3 separate regions of the Mus musculus genome follow, and all the other regions are linked to region 1. Evidence: chromatin contacts called from public Hi-C and HiChIP or PLAC-seq data. All regions are on one chromosome and are shown on one strand. The core of a region is the stretch at or near the end of the contact, and the rest is flanking DNA. Distances in the headings are between cores, read along the strand shown.

What was found. A called contact is a pair of places that touch in the nucleus more often than the background predicts. HiChIP or PLAC-seq counts read pairs in DNA pulled down with a chosen protein or histone mark.
Region 2: a Hi-C map of pro-B cells shows a contact between it and region 1, with 8 times the contacts expected there. The contact joins two enhancer-like sites. A contact is called at or near these places in 7 of 39 promoter capture datasets (the C10 cell line, embryonic stem cells, frontonasal cranial neural crest and 3 more), 8 of 15 datasets of contacts at CTCF or cohesin (the NIH/3T3 cell line, embryonic stem cells, hippocampal excitatory neurons and 3 more), 155 of 484 Hi-C or Micro-C datasets (the 3T3-L1 cell line, 3T3-L1-derived adipocytes, the 4T1 cell line and 70 more), 20 of 115 datasets of contacts at active chromatin or transcription factors (PVALB interneurons, astrocytes, bone marrow-derived dendritic cells and 10 more) and 1 of 9 other capture datasets (embryonic stem cells).
Region 3: a contact with region 1 is called in an H3K27ac HiChIP or PLAC-seq map of large pre-B cells, with 2.8 times the contacts expected there. The contact joins two enhancer-like sites. A contact is called at or near these places in 17 of 39 promoter capture datasets (the 3T3-L1 cell line, 3T3-L1-derived adipocytes, cranial neural crest and 9 more), 1 of 15 datasets of contacts at CTCF or cohesin (the NIH/3T3 cell line), 6 of 484 Hi-C or Micro-C datasets (embryonic stem cells, myocytes and palatal mesenchyme), 2 of 115 datasets of contacts at active chromatin or transcription factors (embryonic stem cells and large pre-B cells) and 1 of 9 other capture datasets (embryonic stem cells).

What each region holds. Positions count from the first base shown.
Region 1 is chr3:87,027,007-87,031,111 of GRCm38.p6, forward strand. No RefSeq gene overlaps it. Among named protein-coding and RNA genes, the nearest start is that of Cd1d1, 30 kb to the left of the region's middle. Within about 2 kb of position 1,940, at least 6 of the 459 cell types and tissues checked have an H3K27ac peak or open chromatin away from gene starts, as enhancers often do. A contact at or near this core is called in the 63-12 cell line and pro-B cells, where this site is marked.
Region 2 is chr3:87,498,642-87,502,746 of GRCm38.p6, forward strand. All of the region lies in intron 1 of Gm40085 (predicted gene, 40085), which reads right to left. It also overlaps a transcript of Fcrl5 not described here. Among named protein-coding and RNA genes, the nearest start is that of Gm40085, 12 kb to the right of the region's middle. Within about 2 kb of position 1,815, at least 61 of the 459 cell types and tissues checked have an H3K27ac peak or open chromatin away from gene starts, as enhancers often do. A contact at or near this core is called in the 63-12 cell line and pro-B cells, where this site is marked.
Region 3 is chr3:87,421,442-87,425,546 of GRCm38.p6, forward strand. No RefSeq gene overlaps it. Among named protein-coding and RNA genes, the nearest start is that of Gm40084, 12 kb to the left of the region's middle. Within about 2 kb of position 1,815, at least 10 of the 459 cell types and tissues checked have an H3K27ac peak or open chromatin away from gene starts, as enhancers often do.

The sequences.
Region 1 (4,105 bases), core at 690-3,189:
TAATACAAGCACATATCAATCCCATCATGCTCCATGATCAACTGACCTTTGTCCTGAATATTTCTTTTGGAGGGGAGGCAGGGTTTCATTTGAATTAATTAATTCCAAATATATATGTTTTATTTTGGAAAGTGAGAAGAAAAGGAGTTCTTGCTGCTTCACATTTAAAATGTTTAACTCATAATTATTTAGTCTATTTCATGTAGGAATCCTGTATTTAGGTCATTCCTCCCAAACTCATGGCCTCTTACTCTTTAGTGGTTATTTATTATCATCTTGTAATATTTTTATTAATTCTTAAGAATGTCACTGAAGCACTTTGAATCTCTTCACACAATCCTCCTCCGCCTCTCCTCACTGGTTCCGTTGCCGCCTTTGCATCCCTATCCAGTGACTTGGAGATTACTTTCATTTTCTTTCTCCACTGAGCTCAGTTTGTGTTGCTCAGCTGTCTTGACACCAACACCTGCCCTGGTGTGTTGTCAACCAACAGGGGGTCACATCATTAAAAAAAAAAAAAAGACCCTGACTCTTCCTTTCCTAGTGGCCAACAAATTCTAATTGTTCCTCAGCTAGGGGTGGGATTTCACATCCAGAGGTCCCACCCTCTATTTTGGGTCTCCGGCTGGCTGGAGTTGACAACAGGGCTTGTGGGTGCTGCTAGGTTATATGTGCATCTGCCTTGTTGTCTGGAGAATACTGTTTTCTTCATGTTAGCACCACTTCTGGCTCTTAGAATCTTTCTGTCCCCTCTTCTGCAAAGACCCCTGAGCCTTGGGGTGAGCTACAGATGTCTAATTTGGGGCTGAGAATTCTATAATCATTTGTTCTCTGTATGTCAGCCTCTGGGGTAATAACCATCTATTGTAAGGAGAAACGTCTCGATGAGGGCTGACAGACGCTCTGACGAAGGGGTATACCAGCAAGTCATTGTAATACTACGACTAATGGAGCCATGGTATTGGGTTCTTCGTGTCTTGTTCCATTGCTGAACTGTTGTTCATATCTAGAAGTTCTCTTGTGGAGTTTTGGGGACTTGTACTTATGTATAAATTATCATGGGGATAATTTGATCTCTTTTGCAACTTGTAGCCCTTGACAATCATCCTTCCTTGCTTGTCTTATTACACTAGCCAGTGCAGACTATATTGGAAAGGTGTGGATTCGTCTGTCTTAATTTCAATGGCATTGCTTAGGACAATGTTGACTGTGTGTTTGTCATAGAAACACTATTATGTGGGCACATGTTCCCTTCAGTCTTACTTCTCTAGGACTTTTATCAGGAAGGCATGCTGGATCTTGTCAAGGGCTTTTCACGTGTTTATTGAGATGATCTTTACATTTAAATACATCTATAGGACTTATTACTATTGACTTATATTTATTTATTTATTTATTTATTTATTTTGGTTTTTTTCGAGACAGCGTTTCTCTGTATAGCCCTGGCTGTCCTGGAACTCACTCTGTAGACCAGGCTGGCCTCGAACTCAGAAATCCGCCTGCCTCTGCCTCCCGAGTGCTGGGATTAAAGGCGTGCTCCACCACGCCCAGCTCGTTGACTTATGTTTATTGAAGCATCCCTGCATCTCCATGACAAAGCTCAGTCGACCATGGTGGATGATGGGATGATATGAGCTTGTATCCAGTTTACAAGTGTTTTATTGAAGTTTTTAATTAAAAAAATTATTTTATTACTTACACACTTATGTGTAGAATGTTTTGCTTGCGTGTCTGTGTACATGCCACACAGATACTCATGATGGTCAGAAAAGACCACCAGATTCCCCAGGACTGGAATTTCTGCTGTCAGTGCCTGTCCCCCCACCCCTTTTTTTCTTTTTACATTTTTTTCATATTCTTGCTTGAGTGATCTACTTCCCCTATTTTATCTTGGTATTGTATCGTTGACTTGACCCATTGTATTTAAAAGTTGTTCCCCTGAGTTTTCTAATTGGGATGTTGAGTTTTTCAGTTTCATTTTTGGTTTCAGCTTGAGTTCTCTTCAGTGTTTCTTCCAAGAAGAAGTTTTAGAATGATACTCCTTTGTCTACCTTAAGGGGAAAAAAATGACCATATCCTTTTTTTAAAAAAAAAACTGAGTTAGTTTTCTGGGGAGAAAATTAACTTCAAGGCCACGGTAGACTCACTGTTAACTGTTTGCTCTCTGTAGTTGTGGAAAACACCATGTCCAAAAGAGACTTAGGAAGGAAGGAAATGGTTCATTAGGCTGAGGGGTTACAGTCCATCATTGAAAGAAGCTAAGACAGATGCTTGCAGCAGAACCACAGAGGAGTGCTGCTTACTCGCTCGCTCTGCTCCCTCTCTTATACAGCCCAGTCCCACATGCCAACACCCATGACATTGCCCTCAGTTATCTAGACTTGCCTACATCACTTAGCAATCCAGAAAACACCACGGGCTGATTTGATGAGGGAGCCCCTCGACTGGGATGGCCTCTTCCCAGGTATGTCTGGGTTTGTATCAAATCGACAAAACGAACCTGCACACTAACCCGACCTTCCAGACATATGGTATCATCATGCCCCTTTACCGCCACACTCACATGCACGTTACCCCAGTCATTTCCAACCAAGAGCTCTTCCCTTAAAAACTGTCTGCTTTTACTTAGTTCTCAGGGTTGTGCTCAGCCCAGTGGGAATACAGGTGCCTTGTGGGTTCTGGGCTGTGCACTCTGCATCTCAAAGGGAAAGTCGTTCTTTCACTTCACCTTGGCCCCTTGGGACAGAGAGGGTGGTGTTCGTCCCTTCCACCAACGGGAGATCACTTTAGTCAGGGCTCCTGCCAACTTTTTCCAGGACTGGTGACAGTGATGGTTTTTATAGGTGGATGAAGAGATAGAATTGAAAAGCCCTGTGGCCAAGGGGGAAGATATGCATTCACCACTGGCAGGCGAGGATCTGTTTAGCTTTCTTCCAGAGCTGACTCCCCCATGACTTCTCAGGCTAGCTTTCCTACCTCGGAAGGAGTGGGGATAAGAACCATGTATACTGGTGGGTGTGGTTTCTAGACATCACTCCACAATAAGTCTGTACAGGCATCGACACTCCTGTCTTCCCCTACACATTTCTTTTGGGCCTACAGATGCTCTTATTGTGCAATGTATCGAAGAGTCGGTGTCTTAGTTAGGGTTTTAATTACTGTGAAAAGACTCCATGACCAAGGCAACTATTATAAAGGAAAACATCTAATTGGGGCTGGCTTACAGTTTCAGAGGTTCACTCCACTATCATCATGGTGGGAAGCACTACCGTGTCCAGGCAAACATGGTGCTGGAGAAGGAGCTGAGAGTTCTACATCTTGGTCCAAAGGCATCAGAAAGAGACTGTGTCCTACCCTGGGCAGAGCCTGAACATAGGAGACCTCAAAGCCCACCTACAGGGTGACACACTTCCTCCATCAAGGCCATGCCTAGTCCAATGAGTATAGTGCCACTCCCCATGGGCCAAGCATTCAAACCCATGAGTCTGTAGGGGCTTTACCTATTCAAACTACCACAGAGCATATAAAAGGATTCTAAGATGTAGAAGAATCATGGGAGGAAGTAATGCACGTGCTGAGAGATACAGGATAAGTGGGGCATGAAGCAGATGATCTGTGGGCGTGGTGGCAGGAACAGGTAACAGGTAACAGGGTAACGGGGTCACAGCAGAAAAGAGAAAGATAGTTAGCAGCTCTGTGCCTCAGAAAGTGACTGTGACAACAGCAAGGGCTGGAAAACCCCGTGGGCACTGACAAGCAAAGGAAGAGCAGCACTGGGAACGGCAGATCTCTGAAGTGTTTCGGGAAGTGTATCCCTTCGTTTATTAACGATGTGAGTGACTTAACTCCAGACCTGGCAGTTCCGTAACTTCCAGGGACAATAATCCATCGTCCCACAATACAGCTTAGCCACCTTCTTCTATACTCAAGGACGTCCACAAACTCCCTCATTCCTTTTGCACCCTGTATTCCCCTCAATGTCCATCATTTGGAGCTAAATGACAAGGCAGACAGGCTGCATTGTAAGCGTATGGACAGCAGGTGGCAGCAAAGGTCAGTTAGCATAGTCCTTGTATAGCAGCTGGTAGCCAAGTGCTCCCTTGTG
Region 2 (4,105 bases), core at 565-3,064, 470 kb after region 1:
GTTGCTGAACACCCAACTTATCCCTGCGCTTCAGTTGTGAGGTTCTGCACTAAGCACTGGTCACTGCACCGTGAAACTTCTCTGGTGAGGTTCAAGAGATGCTCTGATCCATAGATATGGAGCTATGGATTTAGAGCCTGTCCCTATCTTATAGGAGGAAGTGGCCATCTGCTCCTAAAGCAGAAGGGAAAACATGCGAAGAGAGTTCGTTGCTCTCCGGCACAACAGCACCATTGTGGAAGTCACAAGAATAATTTTAACAGTATGATTCCTACCAGAAACTCTTTAACTTCCTTTCAATGGCCTTAAGAAAGAATTAGGAACTACTCATGTAGTCCCGCAGGGTGGGGCTGAGGTTAGGGTTACAATATTATAGTGAAAGACCTTTCTAACACAATGTTTTCTCCTTCGCTGTCCCACACGTTACCCATGTTCTCAAATATCTATGTCCCCTGAGTGTAATCTAAAGCCACTCGGGATCCAGACAAAGTAATCCATTTCCCACTCCTACTACTAAACTGTATAATCCTAAACAGATCTGTGACCACCAATGATTCTGGCAAATGAAGGCTTCCCTGAAGATCTGCTGGGCAGATGAAGTAAACGGGTTGTAAAAGCTGCTTCCACTTCCAGGAACAGATGTGCTGAGCCACAGGCATGCAATATTGCCACCTTGTGGCTTCTCACAGAATTGCCCAAAAGGCAAACATTCCTTGGAGGTCCAAAAGGAACCTTACTAGGGGTGTGGGGAGTGCAGTCTAGAGTTGTGATGAGATTCAGAGCTATGATTATAAGAAGCCAGTCGGTATCACAGGAAGAGACTGGCCTCTACCAACCACCATAAAACTGATTTGGGGAGTTGTTGTTTTGTTTGGACAATTATCAGCTCTTTGGCCCCCAAAGACAAAATTATCTAAATATACATTTTACAGTTGAAAGGAGAAGATAACAGTTCCTACAGTTTGTTCAAACACTCGTGATTATCGGCTGCCCTTCATATTGTTCTTGCCCCTCTTTCCTATTCCAGATTCCCAAGAATAGAATGTGCCTGACTCCCACAGTACCCTGTAGATCTGGCCAATCATCTCAGTTTTCAGTGGAGCCATGGAATATGCTCCCAATACCCTCCATCTCTTAGAAGAACAATCTCAGGTTCCAATCTCGTCCCCGGTGCTTCAGATCCAAACCTCCAAAATTTCACATTATTTAGTAACAGATTTGGTGGCACGCTCCTGACAAACTCAAGTCAAGAACCCCCGAGGAGAATGGCAGACTAGAAGACGTTTCTACGCCACCCTTTAAATGAGAAGAGCCACAATAAGAAAAATAGACACTTCTGAAGAGAAAGAAAGAAGAAACGTTTTAAAATGCACCAAAATAGTGTTAAAATACCTGGAAAGTGGGGAGGAAAGACAGGTAACGCATGAGAAACAGCCAACGTAAACACAGACCAGCAGCATGGCTGTGGTGTGGACAGGGTGAACAGACTTCTCATAAGCTAAAGGAAGCTGCCCTGGTGAGAGAAAACTGGCCGTCCTGCCCTCAGAGCAAGTCCTCAGCCCTCACAAGCCTGAAAACCAGTGGCAGCTTTTGTGAGACAACCATTCCTCCGGCACTGAGAGAGGAAGCACACCCAGCAGCTGCGTGCGCCTCAGAGCGGAAGTGACCCGGTTTGAATGAGAAGGTCTCCCACAGGCATGTGGATTTGAACTCTTGGACCCCAGATGCTAGCACATTTGGAGAGGTTATAGAACCGCTAAGGTATGGAACCTTGCTGGAGAAAGCGCGCCCCTAGAGATAGGCTTCGTTAAGAGTGTAGCCTGCTTCTAGTTTACCCTCAGCTTTCTGTTTGAGGTTGAGGATTCAATCATCCCCGCTTCCTGTTCTGGCCCCTCAGCCTGCCGTGGACTCTGCCTTTGGAACCAGAAGCCAGAATCGGCATGTTGTTCCTAAGTGGCTGCTGACTGGCCATGCCATTTTCCTCACAGCAACAGAAAAATGTCTGATCCAGACGTTGGTACAAAAGAGTGGGTACGGACAAAATAAAAAAAAAACAAGTGAAGAACTTGACCATGTCCTTTAGAGCAGTGTGGAAGGCTTGGGAGGACTGGACTAGAAAAGTGGTAAGATGCTCTAAAAAGAACGTAACGGCCGCTCTAGCTGGAGCTTGGAAGACAACAGTGCTGATCGTGCAGATGGTAGAGGCATGCTCACAAGAGGCGAGCAACATTAGCAATCGTGCCAGAGACAGTTTCTATATGCTGGCAAAAAGTCTGACTGTTTTCTGCCCGCACCCCTGAGAATGCACAGAAGGCTGAATTTCAAGTCATGAACCAAGTTTTGGCAGAGAAAGTCTCAAGCAACATAAGGTCGAATCCGTGAAATGGGCATTATTAATAACTCTTAGGCAGGTCTACAGTGAAAAAGAGCAAGCAGGATCATCATGTACAAAATGTGTAGTTATGAGGAGAAAAACTCTAGCAAGCTTAATGTGGCTCCCAAGGTATGATCTAGAAATGAAGCTGTACTGTTAAAGGGCTCCGCGCTGTGCCGTGCAGGAGAGGCATCCTGCCCTGTACTGAAGCAGAAGGAAGTGTGCCCACACAGAGAGGCCCCACCCAGCTAAACTTCAGATTTGTCAAGGACAAAGCCTAAGGGCTGCTTTGTCCTGGAAAGCAACATTGCTTCAACATAGGATGACTGCTTAGCATGTGGTTTAAAGGTGGGAGGCTCCCTCCCAAGCTGGCAGCCAAACTTAGCATCTATCTGATACTGGCAATAAAGGCAGGGGAGACACGGGACATGGAGCTGCAGAAAAGCACAGGATTAGGGGTGGAGGCCGTCCTATCAAGACCACGGTGCTGTAGTTGGCCGCTTCTCATTCTCTCACTTCACGCTCCCCCTCCCTCCGAAGCTCATCTCTAGACAGCCACTCCCTTTACACAGACAGCCTCTGGTAACTCTCCTAATTGCTCTCCCACTTCCAGACCTGATCACAGACCCCCGCCAACTCAGGCTTCCTCTCCTAACTGAGCTCATTTTGAAGGGTAATTTTGTATCAGCTCCTTTCCTAGATCAACCTACCTCCCCCAGTCATCCCTGATTCATAAAAGATGAGGGGTAACCCTGGGAACGGAAGACCTCTTTCTCACACCTCCAGGAGGAGGCCATCAAAGCATCAGAAGGCTGATCTGTGTACAGATTCCGTTTCCCAGAAAGCCCCCTCCCTCACTGTGACCTTACACAGCTGAAGATGAAGCTTTTCCTGGCTTTCTGTGAAAAGTCCCGCATTTACTACTTTTTGCTGGTGATAAGTACTTTACAAAAACAACTTAAATGTTGCAAGGCTGCATTCCTTCACAGTTCCAGCCCCAGTCCCTCTGGGGAAAGGCATGGTGGCAGGAACTGATGATTCACCTGTGTCTACAGTCCGGGGCTGAGAGCAGTGAACTCTGGTGTATTCAGTTCAGGACCCCAGCCCATGAAATGGTGCTGTTCACATTTAGGGTCGTTCATTCCACCTCAATGGACTGAATTTATAAAATCCCTCCCAGACACACCCAGAGGTTTGTCTTTTATGTGATTTTAGACCCTATCTAGTTGACAGCAATACAAAGAACCCTAGCCACTAATCCCATTCATGGGGCCTCATCCAACTGTGACCTCACATCCCAAAGGACCCACATCCAACACCCTCCACACTGGAGATCATGTATGAATATGGGGGTAAAACAATGTATATCAATTAGCAAATTTTCAAATACCATTACTTGTTAAATGGTTTCTTCTCCTTCTCCTCCTCCTTCTGATACGTCACTGTCCATCTGCACTCTTCGGTTCACTGTTGTTTCTTGTAAAAGCTCTTGAGGTATTATGGAAATTAGCTATCTGTCTGCCCTGCATGCTAGATATGTAAATAGAGTTTCCGGGAAAAAGACCCAGTTCCTGGATTCACAGCCACCCAACCCCATATACTAATTAAAGAGCTAAGAGGTGATAAAGATCAAAAAAGCAAGATTTAATCTGTGTTCACCTTGGAGAAAGGAATGGAGAAAGGAGTCAGGTGACCCCAAGTCTGTTTTCAGAGTATTGACATGCTCTGAAA
Region 3 (4,105 bases), core at 565-3,064, 390 kb after region 1:
TTGTGAGGAGACAGATTTACTGCAGGATATCAAGGAGGAGACTAGAAAGGTTGACACCAAACAAGGCCTCCAGGTTCAACTCTGAGGATCAAACAGAGCTAGCAAGCTGGCTCCAGACCCTTACGACTCCTGCTGCCATTGGGAATGCTCTCGGACATAAAGGCCATCATCAGCCTACAGAAACTCAGAAGAACAAATCCACCCATCTCTGCCATCCAGCTTCCTGGAGACCCAGAAGGCCACAACATATTACACCAAGCCCTCGCCTGAGTCTCTCTTTAGTGGAATAGAGGCTATGTGCAGAGACCTTGGCTTACTGAGCAAGAGGTCACTCTAAAAGGAAGTTGAGTTATTTTAAAAATAGGCACTTTTCAGTATTTGACACAGAATCCATTTTAAATTGTGTGTTTGTGAATACATGTGTGTCTCTGCACACACACTTCTGGCATAACTAGGAAAAATGGGAGACAGGAGTGTGTCAAAGTGGTGTCTGGATTGTGTGTGTGTCCTTCTGTATTCTATAACTCTCTCCCCTGACACCTATAGATTGTTTGCCCGTTTCTACTTCCAGTCTCTATTCAAACGCTGCTTCCCCAAGAGGTTTCCTGCTCCCATTTGATTCGAGGCATGCCCCAGGCCCTACCAAGCTCCCCCACCTGTTTCCATATTTCTCTGGGCACTTCTCACCCTCTGACATTATTTTATGTTGATTGTCCTACCTAAAATTAATCTCTCCGAGGACAGGGGCCTTTACCTGCCAGCTTCTCTCACACGTCCCCAGTGAATCTTTCAGAGGCCAAGATATGGCAGGCACTGAAGCAACAGCAGTGAGATATGAGGCTTATGTGAGGCAGAGAGTGTCAGGAGGTGAAAACTCTACTCTATAAACTCAAGTATTTGTAATATCCCATTCATATTTTATAAAGCAACAAATGTTTATTGACATTTAACAGGTCTAACAGATAACCCCAGAGATCTTGGGGTTTCCAGGCTAAAGGGAGACCAGTCTCCTCCTATCTGACAATCCTGCCATCAGCTTCCCAAATTCTCTGCAAAAGCAGAGACAGGATGGCAAGTGACCCAGGAGGCTGTGGGGCCAGCACTGAACATGGCACACATGCATTCCTCATATAGTCCACCAGCCGGAGCTCTACCACAGTCCTTTGCCTAACTCAGGGGAGGGAGATGACCTGGTTACAGCCCATGAAGCAAAGGCTGCCAGCCTGGACAGCACTACTATAGTTTAGCCAAGGGAAAATTTCAAGGACATTTTCCAAGAGCTTATCACTCCCAGAAGAAAGAGTTGACATATGGAACCAGAAAAATCTGAATTCAAATTTAGGCCACCCTGAACTATGCGACCTTAGTGGTTATTCAAGCGCTCTGACCTACATTCCAACTCTGACGAACTGAAATTGCTAAAGAATTCAATTAACTTGAATTCAGAAACTTGTATTGAATGTGTGCAACTTTAAGTGCAGTACGTGGAACATAGGAACATTTAACAAATGCTAACCATTAGGAAGAAGAGGGAGGAGGAGACAAGAGCGAATAGAAGCAGTAAAAGAATGAAGTTATAAACATAGGCGCAATAAAGGTGGGCTAGCGAATATTCCTAAAGGCTTTTAACAGAGATAGATGCTGTGTAGAAGCATGAGAGAGCAGGTGTGTCCCAGAAATCACAAGATTTCTAGTAGTACATTTACATAATAAAATTAGTTTCCTGGAAATCACTCAGCCCTGAAAGATTAGAAACAAAGAAACTCTAACGTGCTCAGGAGCTGTGTCCTGAAAATACAGGAAGCCACCAGCATCTTAAAGCTATGCGTTCAGCTCACTACACATTCAGCTCAATCTACAGACGGCCTTTCTGGGAGCTGTAGAGCGATGACTCTGCATAGCTGGTGATAGGGAGGGTTGGCTGCTATCACTGCTATCTGGGTTCGGGGAGCAAGGCCAGAGCCACAGGTGTGCTGGATGGAGGGGTGTGACACTCAGTTCAAAGACAGCTGGGAAGACCGTTGTTGATTGAACGTTATCGAGGAAGTCTAGGATGATAATCCCAGATACTTGTTTTGGGCAGTCAGGCAACAATGATACCTCAAATGCATTGAGCAAAGCAGACCCAAAAGCCTATTAGCCACTTTGTGGTCTCCACAATTGTTCTTCATGTTGCTCTTTATTCACCAAAATCTAACATTCTAAATATGCTCCCAAGACAATTAATTCCCTGTAGATCATCACTTTGTGATCTTAATCTTTTCCTTTTAAAGGAATTGTGTATATATATATATATATATATATATATATATATATATATATATATATATATATATATATTGCAACTCTTCGCCACCGGTACTTTCCAATCAAGCCACAGTCTCCTTGTCTCCACAATCTTTGCAGGTTGTGTATCTCACAGCCTTCTCCCATGTGTCATCTTCTGTCAGCTCACAGCAGTCCATCCCAGACGACAAAGCACAAGCCGAGAGGAGATGTATGAACATCCCCTACCCAAATGTTAGTTTAAAAGCCACAGGAAGAGGAACCCCAAGATAAATATAGCATCCATGTTTATGCAAACATAGGCTGAGTTATCACACTTCCCAGAGGCATGGGAAAAAATAACACCCCAAATATTTACATGAGTTCTGGGAAAGAATAAAGTCTCAGACCAGTGGCTTCTCGTTTTTTACTCTTTTTCCCCCTGGCTTAAATATTAGAATTTCCACTAGAAAAAGAGGTTAGTTGATCTGCACAGGGTCTCTTTCTAAGAGCACAGCTATATCAGAAGCCAGAGTTCTACCCAGAAAGCTACTTCAAAAGAGAGAGTAAGATGATCATGAAAACTGACTGTTGTACAATGAAAGACAAAATCCTTGTTCAAAGCTCAAGGCGAAACAAGCAGGCAAGAGTGCCAAGATCTAAGCCTTTGTCTGTCTTTTGTGGACTCTCCTTTGACATTTTCTATTTGCTAACTAATGTCATCCTAAGAAAAACCACAATTTTAAAATATGAATGTGAAAACTCCTGCTCTCCCTTATATTTCCCAGTACTAACATTACCTCTCAGGGTAAGAGTGTCTAGTTCATAATATGGAATTGGCAAAATGAGACAGTCCCTATATACTGTTTACTGCAGCTTGTAAACACATATGCACTATTCTTATTAGAACAATGGAAACACAACTTTTTAAAAATATATGTTTCATCCATTAACAATGTATACATTCTACCAATAGTTATTAAGAAATGAGAAAGAGCTGAAGGTTAAAGCAGCCACAAATGCTTCCTCTCCCTTCCTCCTGATTTACCAGACTGACTGTTTAGTTAACATAAGGAATAGAAATGACAGCGGTAAGAATATTCTTCATGGTGGCGCTTTTCAGAATAACACTGTCTTCTTTATGCAAGAAACACAAGTTCTGTTTCAAGTGGAAAGTACAGCTCCTTGGGGGCTGCCAGTCACCCATGTTATACCAACTTTAAACTTGCTTTGAATTCCCTGACCCCTCTATGGAAGATGGGTGTACCTGGACACCTGTATTCAGAGGACATCTGTACTAGTGCTTTTCTCAATGGTGTGGTAAAGTTCCAGAAAGGAACAACTTATGGGATTTTAGCTCATGGTTCCAGGGGATACCATTCACTGTGGCAGGGAAGGCATGAAGGGTTAGGGTTATGGGGTTAGGGTTAGGGTTAGGGTTAGGGTTAGGGTTAGGGTTAGGGTTAGGGTTAGGGTTAGGGTTAGGGTTAGGGTTAGGGTTAGGGCTAGGGTGGGAGGCAGGAGCAGGGGGTGAGCTCCCAGTGTGGCAGGGGGAACAGAGGCTGCCTGCTCACAAGTAGACAGATTGGAAAGGAGAAAAGGAGGATGCCAGCACTCTGCCAGCTTTCTTCCTATTCAGTTGTGTTTCCCTTAAGAAAAGTGTGAAACCGTCCAGTAGATTTTTGTTTGTTTGGCTAGCTGGTTTTGTTTTGTTTTGGTTTGGTTTTGTTTTTGTTTAATGTGGTTGCTGCTGCTGCTGATGATGATGTTTTTCAAGACAGGATCTCACTATGTAGTTACAGCTGACCTAAAACTCACTATGTAGACCAGGCTGGTCTGG